Regions from separate parts of the Sus scrofa genome. Here all the other regions are linked to region 1. A link is a contact called in public Hi-C data. All regions are on one chromosome and are shown on one strand. Each heading gives the region's core, a stretch centred on a gene start, on an enhancer-like site or on the middle of the called end of the contact. The rest is flanking DNA. Distances are from core to core; before and after follow the strand shown.

Region 1 (4,794 bases), core at 677-3,176:
GTGCAAAGGCACTGGGGCAGGGTGGGACAAGGCGGGTCTGAGTTACAGCATGTTGCTCAGTGTGGCTGAAGCTGGGAGCACAAGGGGAAAGGTGAGGAGATGGAATCAGAGGTAGCAGTGACCTTGTTGGCCACAATGGGGACTTAGGCTCTTACTCTTAGTGAGGTAGGGAAGCCAAAGGGGAATTGTGGCAGAGGAGCAACCTGATCTGACTCATATATACATTTTTTTTTTTTTTTGTCTTTTTAGGGCTGCACCTGTGGTGTATGGAGGTTCCCAGGCTAGGGGTTGAATTGGAGCTGTAGCTGCCAGCTTACACCACAGCCACAGCAACGTGGGATCTGAGCTGCTTCTGCAACCACAGCTCACTTCAATGCCACATCCTTAACCCACTGAACAAGGCGAGGGATTGAACCTGCATCCTCATGGATGCTAGTCAGATTTGTTTCTGCTGAGCCACGACGGGAACTCCTGATCTGACTCATATTTTTAAGGGATCCCCTGTGGCAGCCGTGTTGAAAATAGATGAGTGGGTCAAGGGTGGAGGCAGGGAGACCAGGTCAGAGGCCCGCAAAATATGACCATGGGAAATGATGGTAGTTTGGATTGGGTTGTTAGCAGTTGAAAGCTAAGAAGTGGCTGGATATTTTAAAGGAAGAGCCTTCAGGGTTTGCTGATAAACAAAATATGGGTTGTGAGAAAAAAAAAAGTATGTGCCTCTGCTAGGAAATCCTTTATATGCAATATCATTAAAATTTCTCAATAAACATATAAGTGAGGTTCTATCATTATATTCTACTTTACAGATTAGGAAACTGACAGAAGGCTAAGTGACTTGAAAAATCCTGTGGCTAGCAAGTGGTAGAGCTGGTATTTAAATCCAGTCTTCCACCAAACAGACCTTAGCAGCTATACTGTAAAAATCTCATCCATTCACTCAACAGATTTCTAGGGCACATCTACCCTGCAGCAAGCATTAGCCTAAATTTTGGGGGTGCAAAAATGAATGAAAGACAGTTCTTGACCTTGAAGAATGTATGGTTTGGAGGAGGAGACAGATAGGAATAGAAAGACAGCAGTGAGGTCACAGACACGGCTTGAATCTGGTGCTGGGGCATAGGCCTGGGAACCACCATACATTTTTAGGGTGCAGCCCTAAAAAGATAGAAAGAAAGGAAAGAAGACAGACAGAAAGAAAGATAGACAGACAGTAGTGAGGTAAGTTTGCAGAGTCCTAAGCCCTCCGAGGAGTGGGCAACTGTGCCCACTGGGCTGGAGACTGAGTAGGACTCTGCCAGAAGAGAGGATGCCGAAGCATTCCTGGCTGAGGGAACTGCATGTGCCAACAAGGGAAGTCTAAGGGGTCGGGAGCTGTCAGAGGTGTGCACTACAGTACTTTGCATTAGGAGGAGTTCAGGGAGTCCTGGGAAGCTGGGCAGGCAGGTGAACTGGAAGGAGCATACCCGAGGACAAGGTGAAATCGCTCCAGTCTTCCAAAGGGCAGAGAAGTGGTCAGATCCGTTTTCCAAAGATCTCTCTTCATGTGGCAGGTGGATGCCGGGAATAAGAAGACATAATTTTCCCTGCTTCAGGATGATGTGATCTGGGAAATCTGGCAAGTTGGCAAGGAAGGGCATGTTTCCAGGAAACAAACAGTACGTTTGTTCCAGGGCACGTTTCCCATGCCTGCGTGTCTGTGTGTGTGTGTGTGTCTATAAATACACACAGCACTCAGCTGGAGTCTTACACAGGGTCATGACAGCATCCTGCCACACTCCCTGAGCTGTCTCTGCTGTCTTCTTTCCTCTTCTGGGCAAGGCTTAGCTCCGTAAAGCACGCAATTCCACCACCCAGCAGGCAGGGAGGGCCAGAATCTGACCTCTGTCTTATCACTTCCCCTAGGACTCGAAAGCGAGCATCTAAACTGTAAAGTTTGGCCAAAGGAGGAAATGGGGCACTGTTAGAACAAAGCTCAGTGTGGACTGACTCTCCAGGAGTGAGAAGTGGGGGTCTGTTTCCAAAACTGACCCACATCCAGTGGTTCGAGGACCATGCTGGTAGTGATGGTATGAGAAGACAGCTATAGCTCCTTGTCCCATCCACCTCTGTGAAGGATCAGATTAAAGGAGGAGACAGAGAAAGACATTACATACATATCTCTCTCTCTATGCACATACGTATGTACGTATGTGTATATATAACATATATAGATGCACAGATATACACATATATGTTTATTTATATATATGTAGATAGACAAAGACAGACACAGGAAACAGGGACAGAGACAGACAGAGACAGAGAGATGGGGCAGCCGAATATTAACTCTGACAATCTTCAAGGCCCCAGCTAGGGCAGCTCTGCTAAAACTGGTGCACAGAACTGATGGTTTTTTTTTGTTGTTGTTAATTACTCAGTGAATTTTATTACATTTATAATTGTACAACGATCATCCCAACCCAATTTTATAGCATTTCCATCCCAAACCCCCATCCCATCTCCCCACCCCCAACCTGTCCCCTTTGGAAACCATAGTTTTTCAAAGTCTGTGAGTCAGTATCTGTTCTGCAAAGAAGTTCATTGTGTCCTTTTTTTAGATGCCACATGTAAGTGATAGCATATGGTGTCAGTGTCTCATTGTCTGACTGGCTTCACTTAACATGATAATTTCTAGGTCCATCCTTGTTGCTACAAATGCCATTATTTCTTTCCTTTTAATGGCTGAGTAATATTCCTTTGTGTATATGCCACCACATCTCCTTTTTTCACTCCTCTGTCGATGGACATTTAGGTGGTTTCCATGTCTTGGCTCTTGTATATAGCGCTGCAGTGAACATTGGAGTACACGTATCTTTTTGAGTCATGGTTTTCTCTGGATAGATGCCCAGGAGTGGGATTGCTGGATCAAACGGTAATTCTATTTTTAGTTTTCTGAGGAATCTCCATGCTGTTTTCCACAGTGGTTGCACCAATTTACATTCCCACCAACAGTATAATAGGATTAACATTGTTTATAAACTCCTATTGTTTGTAGATTTTTTGATGATGCTGGTACACAGAATTGATGCTGATGTGCAAACGGAGTCCAGCCTAGTTCACCTTCCACAACCCCAGCTTAGAAATTTGTATTGGTTTCTCCCCCACCTTGTCAGTGCAGGAAAAACAAAACAAAACAAGACAAAACCAAACAAGAGTGACAGTGAAACAGGAAAACTCAGACTCACAGGGATTCTTACAGTGAAGTTTCCTCCCCAAGGGCCTCCTCACCCCTCCGTTCCAGGCCAAGGGGGAAACCAGCCCTTCCTGAGCCCCATCCCAGCCGTCAGGGCCTGGTGGCAGGGGTGGGGGCTGGGGGTAGGTGCTGGCCACCTACCTGCCCCCTGGAGCACTAGGATTTGGAAAGGTTCACTGGGCAGCTAAAGCGAGCCCTCTGCAGGCCAAGCTACCCTCCTTAACCACCCAACTTAACAGGAGCCCCAGGGACTGTGCCTGCCTTGGTTGATTATTGAGTCCTGTTCTCCTCATGACTTTAGAGGGAGGGATATGGTATCTTCCCTCTTAGGCCCCAGCCTCTGCATCTGTAAAATGGGAATAAAAACATCTGCTACCATGTGATTTCGCTTATATATGGAATCTGAAAAAAAAAAAAAAAGCAAAAAACAAGCTCACAAATACAGAGAATAGGGTCGTGGTTGCCAGAGATAGGGTTGGGTAAAATGGGTAAAAGGGGTTAAAAGGCAAAAACTTCAAGTTATTAAACAAATAAATCATGGAGAGTGATACAGCATGGTGACTGTAATTCATAATACTGTATTGCATATTTGAAAGTTGCTAAGAGGAATTCCCTGGTGGCTCAGTGGGTTAAGGACCTGGCATTGTCACTGCTGTGGCTCTGGTTACATCTGTGGCGTGGGCTTTATCCCTGGCCTGGGAATTGCCACATGATGTGGCCCCCCCCAAACCACCAAAAAAGTAAAGTTGCTAAGAGAGATCTTAAGCGTTCTCATCACAAGAAAAAAATTTATAACTGTGTACGGTGACGAATGTAGTGATCACTTCACAATATATACAAACAAAAAATCAGTATGTTGTACAGCTAAAACTACAGTGTTATGTGTCAAATCATACTTCAATAAAAAATTGCAATTGGAATTTTTTTTTTTTTGTCTTTTGTCTTTTTAGGAGTCACACCCGTGGCATATGGAGCTTCCCGGGCTAGAGGTCTAATTGGAGATGTTGCTGCCGGCCTCTGCCAGAACCCTAGCAATGCCAAATCCGAGACGCGTCTGTGACCCACACCACAGCTCACAGCAACGCTGGATCCTTAACCCACTGAGCGAGGCCAGGGATTGAACCTGCAACCTCGTGGTTCCTAGTCGGATTTGTTTCCGCTGTGCCAAGATGGGAACTCCTGGAAATTTTTTTTTTTTTTGGTCTTTTTAGGGCTCCACCCACCGCATGAGGAAGTTCCCAGGCTAAGGGTCCTATTGGAGCTGCAGCTGCCAGCCTACACCACAGACACAGCAACATGGGATTTGAGCTGTGTCTGAGAACTACATCATAGCTCACAGCGATGCCAGATTCTTAACCTACTGTGCAAGGGCAGGGATCGAACCTGTGTCCTCATGGATGCTAGTCAGGTTCATTAACCACTGAGCCACGACAGGATCTCCTGGAATTTAAAAAAATATGCTCTCCCTGAAGCCGAGACCCAGAGAGGTTAGGTAACTGACTCAAGTCATTCTCCCGCCCAGGATTTGGACACAGGCAGTCTGAGGCTATAGCCTATGCCCC
Region 2 (4,794 bases), core at 1,620-4,119, 170 kb before region 1:
CCACCCAACACCTGGCTCTTCTGAAGGCATGGATCTGACCCGGGCATCTTTTAATGGCTCACTGTCCCCATAACCATGGTTCTTAGTCCATGGTATATGTCACATTCACCCTTAGAGATGCTGATTCAAGTAGATCTGTATTTTTGAAAGCTGCTGCCACCATGAGAGAGTTGGATCCACACCCTTGGCTGAGGATGATAGGCCTAGAGAATACAACCCAAGCTCTGTGCTCTGACCCCTGCTTACTTCCCTGGCCCCATTTCTCAAACTCTAGGCCCCAGCCCTATGACTGTCTCACAGCACTCAGAATCCTCCAGGCTATTCCACATCTCTTCATCTTTTCCCTCTGCTCCTTCTAGCCCCGAGATGTTGCATCCTCTAGGATGCTCTCCTGACAGCAGTATCCTCTCCCACCCCACAGGGAGCAATGAGCACTCTGTCTGTGTGTCCCAGTGGTCTCCTAGTGTGTGTATCCAACTCAGGACCTGGGCCATTTTCCTGCCCTCCTCTGTCTGCCAGGTCTACCAGCTCTCCTGGGGCCTGGGTCGAATCTGATTCCTGCTTGGAGCCCCGGGACCTGGCACAGTCCCAACACTCTGTAGGTGTCAGTACCCTGTACCCTGGCCCTTATGTAATCTGGCAGTTAGGCCAGAAGCACTAGAATAGTTTCTCCTCTTTTGTGTTTGCCCAAGCCATTGCAAAATCCTCCTGTGTGTGTTTTTCTGCAGCTTTCTCATTTTCTAATCTATTTTCCATGACCCACCAAGTGTGTTATTTCCCCAAACACAAACCTGATCATGTAATCCCTTTGCTTCAAGTTCTGCAGTGTCTCTCAGTTGTTTACAGAAGAAAGTTCAAATGCCTTTGCATGACCCTTGAAGCCCTGCAGTCCGACCTGGCTTTCCTGTCGTTCTCATTTCCTTCCATAATTCCTATAGAATCCGAGAGCCAGATTCATCCGGGTCATGTGTGCCCAGGTCTTCACAGCTCTAGGCTTTTGCTCAGTCCAGCTTCAGATGTCCCTCTTTCCTTATTCTCCATTGGCAAACTCCTATTCACCCTGTGAGCCCCAAATCAAATGTTCGCTCCTGTATGAAGCTCTCCCTGATGTCCACAGGCAGAGTGAGCTTGCTCTGCTGGGGCTCCCCTGGGCCACGGCTCTGTTTCTGCACTTACCACTCAGTGCAGTTACTGCTCGCTTCCCCATCTACCTTCTTCGTGTGGTCAGAGGATCTCCAAGGCAGGAACCCAGCTCCTGGCAAAGGACCTGATGGAGAAGTAATAATGGTCAGAATAGCTCACCCTTAGGACAGCTTACTGAGTGTCATGCATGTACTTTCAGTTCATTAGCTCATTTAATCCTCATAACAACCACAGGAGTAGATACTATTATTATCATTCCCATTTTACAGAGTGTGGCATAGTTTCGAAGTGTCAAAGCGGGGATATGAACTCAGGCAACCTGGTTCCAGAGGCCATGCTGTCTACACTATACAGATAATGTTTGCAAAACCAATGGTAATTCATAGCGAGTTATGGGGGGGGGAGGTGGAGAGTGGCTTTAGTCAATAAAACGTGATAAGACTTGATTCCTACCCTACTTGAGTCACATTATTCCTGGGCCAGGCTGGGTTGACCAGGGTGTCACTTGAGATCTGGTCTGCGGCTTTTACTGAGATAACAGAGCTGTCGTCTCTTTTCCAGCAGGTGACCCCATGCTCGCCCGCTCCTCTCGTTACACACACAAGCCTCAGCCTCCTTCTTATTTTTCCCGGATTCCCGGATTCTGCTCTGCTTGCCCAGTCTGGAAAAATGACTGGTTGGCCTGCAGCTCAGGGAGTGGTGCCCCCTCTCCCTTTTGCATCCTGGGCCCCCTCCTCTTCCCGTGCATGGCCCTGGCCTTACTCAGAGCCAAATCACAGGGCTCAGGGGCCAAGCCACGTGGCTGTCCACCCCGGCCACCTACTGACTCCAGCCTGCCAGGCAGAAAGGACCCAGCCAGAGGCAAAGATAGGAGCCAGTGTTCTCAGCCTCAATTTTCTCCTTTTTCAGATTGCCATGTTCATCCTGCTACTGTGAGGTGTCACAGCAATGTGTACATGAACTCCTGCCCAATGCCCAAGGCTCCTGCTGTCTCCTGGGGCTGTGGACACAGGGCAGTAGGCTGAAGCCCTATGGAGGGAGAGAACACCCTTTGGTAGCTGTCGTGGGCCTGGCTTTTTTCTCCAGATTGGAGCCACCATTCTGCCCTGGAAATTATGTTGAATCACCCTTCCCCCGGGGAAGGTGGCCCACCTTAGCTGATCCCTGCAGCCCCTCTGCTCCTATACTCGCCCTGCCTTCTCCTCACACCCGCTTCCTATGGTTTGTTCTTAGATCTCCTTTGTCTGCTCTTCACATGACATGGTTCTGCCCTCAGACTCTCAGGTTGAACGTTCCCCCAGACAGAGGCTGTGTCTCCCCATCAAACTGGCATCTCCCACGAGCAGTGGGAGAAGGGACTCTCCCAGTTGATGGTATGAGAAAGAAGAGCCTTGGTGGGCTTCATCCTTATTCTTCCCCCCCACCCTCCCAATCAGTGCCCAAGGGTAGCCGGGGACCTTGGGGCCATGTTGAGGTGCTCTGTCTAAAACAGAGCATATAGAACAATCAGGGAGCCAAGACCTGGAACGACTATCTGAACCCACAGATTCATGGTAAAGGATAAATACTTTTTATAGTTGTGGCTCACGAAATGGCTCGTGGAAGAATCCAGAGCATTGTTATGAAGTGTCCTCGCCAAGAGACACTGTGTTTCCTTTGTACTGTTTACACTGGCCTTGGCGGCCCTCAACAGAGGATTTAGCCAAGGGAGCTCTGAGCTGAGGGCTGCAAGCTAGTTAAGTCATTTACTGGGCACAAATGATGCCGCTTTGATCCAGTCACCTCTCGACAGTGAGCTGATGCGGCCATCCCAGCCAGCTCTTAGAAGACCATTGTGGATGCTCTTTCTTGGGAGGCATCTGGAGTGGGACTGGGGCTGTGCGGCAAGACCCCAGAGACTCCAGACTGCGGCCTCTTGATACCTGCCCCCTACACCCGTGTGGCTCTGGAAGCTGCCTCTTGATGATCTTGGGATCTTAGGACCTGCTGTCCCATCCCATAAGGCTGTCCTAAGGACAGAACACGGCTTTCAGGCTGGAAACAGTGATGCTAATGGTGGAGCAGCCCATCTTGGCCCACCCCAGGTGTGGGGAATTTTCAGGCCCAGTTGAGCCAAGCCACAGAATGAAGGCAAAAAGGCAAAACATGTTTTGGAAGGTGGCTGGCAGCCCCGACTGTCTGCTCCATGGGCCAGGGCTCAAGGAGAAGCAATGGAGTAGCAAAGGGGTACCAGGAGTTGGAGGAAGACAGCCTGGGGGAGTGTGGTGGCTCTGCTTTCATTAGTGCCACCCAGCAGGGATGGCTTTCCACCCCACCTTGCCTTCATCCCCCCCAGTCTTCATTAGCCTAGCACTTTAAGCTGAAATGACCTTGTGGGGAAGTTCTTCCTTCAGTCTACCTTGCTTCTCTCCTGCTGGAATTCAGACTTCTTTCTTATATTCAGAGCTTTATTGGAGAAAAGAGAAGCCCCCTCCTGCCTTAAGCAGTATGTGGATTTGAAGAGAGGTTTGGGTTCTGGAGACAGGTGGTGGGTGAAGGGTGGTGTTGTCATTAGGGCTATTAGATCTTGAACGTTAGGTCTGTCTGCTCTTTCTGAGTGCAGTAGCTTTCTGGGCTGGCAGCCAACCTCCCTCCTGTTTGTTCTGGGGAGAGGAGGCAAGGAGTGAGACGGAGGTGTGGGGAGGAGTGGGCAGGAGGAAGGGGAAGATGGGCTCAGAGGGGAGCCAGCTCTCTGCCCTTAGCCTTTCAGCTGGATGTTCCCCCAGAAGGAGGCTGTGTCCCCGTCCCACGAGACCCCCATTTATGAACCTGACTTATGATGGGCCCCCTCCCGCGGAGGCACGGGAGTATGATATGGATCATCTGGTCGGTGAGGCTGTCACACTGACTCTTGTTGTCAGAAGACCCTGCTTCTCCCTGTCCCCCAGTCCCAGCTGTCTCCTCTGGTCCCCCATCCATCCCATCCATCCCTTCATTTCCTCTCCTTTTCCTCTTCTTCAGGCTGCTCACTTTATTCGCCTGTCCTTGCTCCCAGCTTCTTCCTCTCTCTAGCCGTTGGGCTCCTCTTGTGGCTGAGCTCAGGGAGGGGATATGAAATTCATTAGCGGCCACATTGCCGTGGCATGAAATCATCCTGGCCCTCCCCTCCAGCAGCACTCCCTCTCCACCCGGCCCTCACAGAGCCCCAGGCGCCTCTGAGCCCTGCAGCTCTGCCAGGACTCTCCCAACCCATCAGTGCAGCTCCCAATGCTTGGACTCCACCCGGTCCCTGTGACCCAGAGCTGGGTGCACCCCATCCCAAGCATGGGGTAGGTGGGGGTGAAGGTGGCTCCAGGCTGCTCAGCCTCCCTCTTGGGAGCTTCACCCCCACCTCCTGGCTCCACTCCTGGCTTGGCTTCTAGCCCTGCTTTGTGCCACCCCCCCTCCCACCCTCAGCCCATCTTCTGGTGCCTTGCTGCCAGTCCAGCCCTGTCATCTTCCTCCACTGCCTTGTCCCTCTCTCCTCCCTCAGGCCCTTTACCTGATAACGTGTGCTCTCACAGAGATCTCAAAACTGCCTCAGAGGGATTATATAAATTTCTATGGCTTTCTCTGGAGACCAAAAGCTCTCTGAAGGCTTACAGTAGATCCCAGCACCCTGCAACAGGCCTG
Region 3 (4,794 bases), core at 1,516-4,015, 150 kb before region 1:
GCAGCTGAGGCCTATACCACAGCCACTGGCAACACCATATCTGAGCCACATCTTGGACCTGTGGTGCTGCAGATTGCATTAACTCTGGATCCTTAACCCACTGAGCAAGGCCAAAGATCAAGCCCACATCCTCACGGACACCATGTCAGGTTCTTAACCTGCTGAGCCACAGTGGAAACTCCATCCAGAGGTTTGACTCTACCTGAAGAGTCTGAGTGGGGAACGTGGATTTAGTAACTCACCTGGTGGTTGGGGTAGATAGTAAACATTTTGGTAAAAATTGAGCAAGGGTAACAAGCTGCCTAGGAGACAGGTCTGGCTTAGAATAGGGGCTGGCGTCTGGGCTCCTAAAGAGTATATTGAGAGACATGGGAGTAAAGCAAGTTTTCTTGTTACAAGCTTGAAAGTTCCAGAATGTCACTTCTGTCACATTCTATGAAGCAAGAAAACCATTAAGGGCAATCTTGATCTCTTTTGAGGAATAGCCAAGATTTGTGACTGTCTTTAATCTACCTCACCTTCATGTTTGCCAGAAAGCTCAGAGTGGCACCTGACTGCTTTAGGGCATATAGTTGTTAGATACTCTATGGTTTCCTGTGGCTGGTGTCACAAATTACCACAAGCACAGTGGCTTAAAACAACTGATGTATTCTCTACGGTTCTTGGGGTCAGAAGTCTGAAGTGTGTCTTAGAGGTGAAGATCAATGTTTCAACAGAATTGTGTTTCTCCTGAAGGCTCTAGGGGAGAATTTATTTCCTTGTATTTTGCAGCTTCTAGAAGCTGCCTATAGTCCTTGGCTGTGGTCCTGTCCTCCGCAGTGAGAACATACCCTTCGATCCCTGATATCCTTACACCTCCTCTCTGACTTTGACCCCCTTGCTTCCCTCTCATATGCACCGTTATGATTAAAGTGAGCCCACCCAGATAATATAGGGTAATCTCCCCATCTCAAAATCCTTAATCCCACTTGCATGGTCCCTTTTGCCATGGAAAGTAACATATTCATAGGTTCTCAGGATTAGAATGTGGACATTGGGAGGGAGGCATTATTCTGTTAACTACGCATATTGAGCCTGACCTGGAACACAGACTTCCAGCTCATGAAGTGCTTTTTGTGATAGTAGGAGGAAAGGCAATTACCTATTGCCTCAAAAATGCAGCATAACTGACCAACCCCCAAACTCAGGCCTTCAAATTCTAAGCGTTCATTTAGCTCCAAGCCTGTAGGGTGCTGAGTGGTTCTCATCTTCCCTGGCCCTGCTCACAAATGTGTGGGTCAACCCTCCTGGGTTGGGATAGTTGAGACAAATTGGATCCTTTCTGCATGTCTTGTGTCCTCCGTAGCCCAAGCTTATTTTCATGACAAGGGCAGAAGTGCAGGAGCCCCAGGAAAAACTTGCAAGTTTTCTGTAATGTTTCTGCTGGACTCACATCTGCCAACAAAATGTTGGTCAAGACAAATCACACAGTTGGGGTCAGGGTAGATCACCTAAGATTTCACCATGAAGGATGTGGTTACAGAGAGGGATGAAGAATCAGGACTCTGAATTAACTTCCCTCCCCCTGTGACATAGTTGTTTCAGTTCCAGGCGCCAGCGAATACAAAGCCCACCAATGAACATGTGTTCTGAGCTTGCAAGGGCCAGAGCCACGGGGGCACTCTCTTCTCCTGAGGTGGCTACATCTGCGTATTTATCCCATCCCACAAATTCTTCTTACCAGATGATTGGAAATCCTCCCAGAGAGAGGCAGGTTTTATGTTCCCTCCCCCTTGAATTAGCAGGAGGGTGGGATTACCCCAAACAATAGAGTCCAGCAGAAGTGATGCATGTGACTTTCAAAGATTAGGTCACAAAAAGCTTCATTTTTTGCCTGGCTATCTCTGTCTCAAGATGCTCACTTTTGGAAGCCAGTAACCATGTTGTAAGGAAGCTCAGGCCTCATGAAGAGGTCCCCTGGATGAGGAACCAAGGCCTTCACCTAAGAGCCAGCCGCAAGTGGCAGCCATGTGACTAGGCAACCTTGGAAGTGCGTTCTCCAAACCTAATCATGTCTTTAGAAACTTCAGCCTTGGCTGACATTTTAACCACAACCTCAAGAGAGCTGAGTCAGAACTACCCAGGAAAGCCACTCTTGGATTCTTGATCCATAGAAACAATGAGAGATAATAAATGACTATTGCTTTAAGTCATTAATATTTGAGATGATTTGTTATGCAGCATTAGCTAACTACTACAGACCTATTCATGAGGCTTGGGACAGAATGAGAATAAACATGGTCTGAGACTTTATAGAACCTACAGTTTCCAAGTGACTAAACAAACACTAATGGAATCAACAACCGTATATGTCTTAGACAATGTGGCCTGTTATAACAGAACACCATGGACTGGGTGACTCATAAACAATAAGAATTTATTTCTCATCCTTCTGGGGGTTGGGAATTCCAATATCAAGTTACCAGCAGATTTGGTATCTGGTAAAAACCCACTTCCTGATACACAGACAGCTGTCTTCTCACAGTGTCTCACACGACAGAAAGGACAAGGGAGTCCCCTGGGTCTCTTTTATAGGGACACAGATCTACTCATGAGGGCTCCAACCTCATGACTGAATCACTTCCCAAAGGCCCCACCACCAAATACCATCACATTGGCAGGTTAGGATTTCGACATATGAATTTGGGTGGGGGAAACAAAGTTTCAGTCTATAGTAATATAGAAAGTATTTAATACAGTCAGGATATGTTAGGGTTGCCAAGAGGAAGGGTGGGTCAGAGATTGGGTGACCATATTTTCCCAACTCAAAATTGGGGCAGTTAACTGGTCAGTTATAACTTGGAATTGGAACAAAGTATTCACATCAGGACTGACCAAAATAGTCAGGTGGGTCACTTTGTCCAGCAGTTGTCCTGCCCAGTTGAGGCTTGATGTGATCTGTGGTGACAGCTACTGTGATGAGGAAAAAATGATGCCTGTACGAATATTTTCAGCCTTCCGCCCTCTCCCCTGCCTAGGAGAGAGCGGTTAACCCAGTCCTCTTCCTCCCCTCCTCTCTCTCCAGGGAGCATCTGTTGATTTTGGGCTTTTGTGTTGCAGAATCAGGAGGAAAGTGGCAAGAAGGAGAAGGGATGTGTGACTGGAGCTGGAAGAGGAGTTTAGGGGTAGGAATTTTGGAAAGGAGAGAGGCACAGGATCAGAGTTGGTATGTAGAGAAATACATGGGAGAGGAAAAACAGGATTTTAAGGAGTATTGCTCTGATCCTCTTCAGAGTATTTGAGAATGCATACAGATATCCTGAGTTATTTTGAAACATCTCTTGGTTACCAGGCTGAGTTTATTGGAAAGCAACGGCTTTGAGAATGGACCGTGTGGGCTCTCTGGGTGCTGCACGTGACTTCACAGCAGAAGCGGGTGGGGTGTGCTTCTATGCATTGGAGACATTTGGGTCAGTGACTATGAGGGGAAGAGGCCAGAGCCAAAGAAATAGTTCATCTGTCCCAGGCTGGGATGTCCGTGTGACTTGTGGCCTGGAGAATTTGGGCTGCCCCAGGTCCAGCTGTGTCCAGATGTGTGAAAGAAGCTCAAAGGCTTAGGGCTTTTAAAGACCCGTTTGTGTGTGTCGTCACTGACTAGTCTGGCTGTAGCCCCTGGAGCAGCTCAGGGAGAGGAGGTGGAGGGGAGGGGCCGGGAGGGAGCTTGACCGGCTCTCAAAACAGAGGGAACTGGGCTGGAGGGAGAAGCAGGAGTTTTGCTGGGCCCTGACCTGAAACTCAGAAGTAAAGCCAGGGAGAAAATTGCCCTGAGAGTAAGGGTATGTGGGTAAAGTGCTGCCTCAATTTCCTGGAATTTATCAAGGATTTGGGAATAAATTGTGGTTCTTACACCTATTTGTTCCTCAAACCCAATACCATGCCTAACAGGTTGTGACTGCTCCATAAAAATTGTTAGAGGGAAGAAGGGAAGGAAGGAAGGCTGGTTGGATATGTGATCTCCTTTCAAAATTAATTGGCTACCTAATTAAGACATGACATTGTTCTCACTGAAATCTAATTTCTCCTGGAGGCAAAATTGCTGTAGAAGACCTTAATTTCAGTCCTAAATGTCTACAATTCTGGAGTTCCTTTTGTCTCCTCTGATCCATCCACTCCTCCTTGCTCATAGAATTTGGAGTGATGGGGAGGCCATCTGTCATCCGACAGACCTGCATTCAGATTCCTGCATTCAGACCTCCACCACGTTAGCCATGGAGCCCCAGGCAAGGTACTGAAATTCCTTACAAAAGTGTCAGTCTCCTGTAAAAGATGTCAGTGCCTTGCTGAAATGAGGGTTCAATGAGATGTGTCTAAAAGTCCCGCCCGACACAGCCTCTGACACGTAGGCTCTAGGGATGCTCAGCTCTCCCTTCCTCTGGCCAATAAACTCAATCCTGTTCATAGACTGATCTGACCATTTCTCACACTTTATCTCTTCAAGCTGCTCTCTTGCACTTTCCTCATCTCTGGCCTTGTTTCCTCCTGACACCTTCAGGCTTGGTCGCTGCTCCCGGCCCTGTTTCTCTGTAGCTTCTCTCGCTGGCTCTGCTCGGACTCTTGGTAGGACCTTGGCAGTGAACCTCCAGGAGACTCATGCCTGAGAGATGAGGGGCCCACATGGCATCATCGAGAGGGCTGTCTGCTCAGTGGCTGGTGGAAAGTTAATGCCCCTCTCTTTCCAGCAGCTGCGCACAGCCTCTTATCAGGGAAAAATTAAATTAAAATTTAAGAACTGATGCTCCTACATTCCCTGGCATT

What was found. Hi-C and Micro-C count contacts between places; a contact is called where the count stands out from the background.
Region 2: a Hi-C map of liver shows a contact between it and region 1, with 4 times the contacts expected there. The contact joins two enhancer-like sites. A contact is called at or near these places in 5 of 47 Hi-C or Micro-C datasets (liver and skeletal muscle).
Region 3: a contact with region 1 is called in a Hi-C map of embryonic fibroblasts, with 2.3 times the contacts expected there. The contact joins two enhancer-like sites. A contact is called at or near these places in 9 of 47 Hi-C or Micro-C datasets (alveolar macrophages, embryonic fibroblasts, heart right ventricle and 4 more).

What each region holds. Positions count from the first base shown.
Region 1 is chr9:64,002,518-64,007,311 of Sscrofa11.1, reverse strand. No RefSeq gene overlaps it. Among named protein-coding and RNA genes, the nearest start is that of BTG2, 29 kb to the left of the region's middle. Within about 2 kb of position 1,926, at least 34 of the 83 cell types and tissues checked have an H3K27ac peak or open chromatin away from gene starts, as enhancers often do. A contact at or near this core is called in embryonic fibroblasts, liver, omental adipose tissue and 1 more, where this site is marked.
Region 2 is chr9:64,177,481-64,182,274 of Sscrofa11.1, reverse strand. No RefSeq gene overlaps it. Among named protein-coding and RNA genes, the nearest start is that of PRELP, 11 kb to the left of the region's middle. Within about 2 kb of position 2,869, at least 29 of the 83 cell types and tissues checked have an H3K27ac peak or open chromatin away from gene starts, as enhancers often do. A contact at or near this core is called in liver, where this site is marked.
Region 3 is chr9:64,155,127-64,159,920 of Sscrofa11.1, reverse strand. No RefSeq gene overlaps it. Among named protein-coding and RNA genes, the nearest start is that of PRELP, 33 kb to the left of the region's middle. Within about 2 kb of position 2,765, at least 16 of the 83 cell types and tissues checked have an H3K27ac peak or open chromatin away from gene starts, as enhancers often do. A contact at or near this core is called in embryonic fibroblasts, omental adipose tissue and subcutaneous adipose tissue, where this site is marked.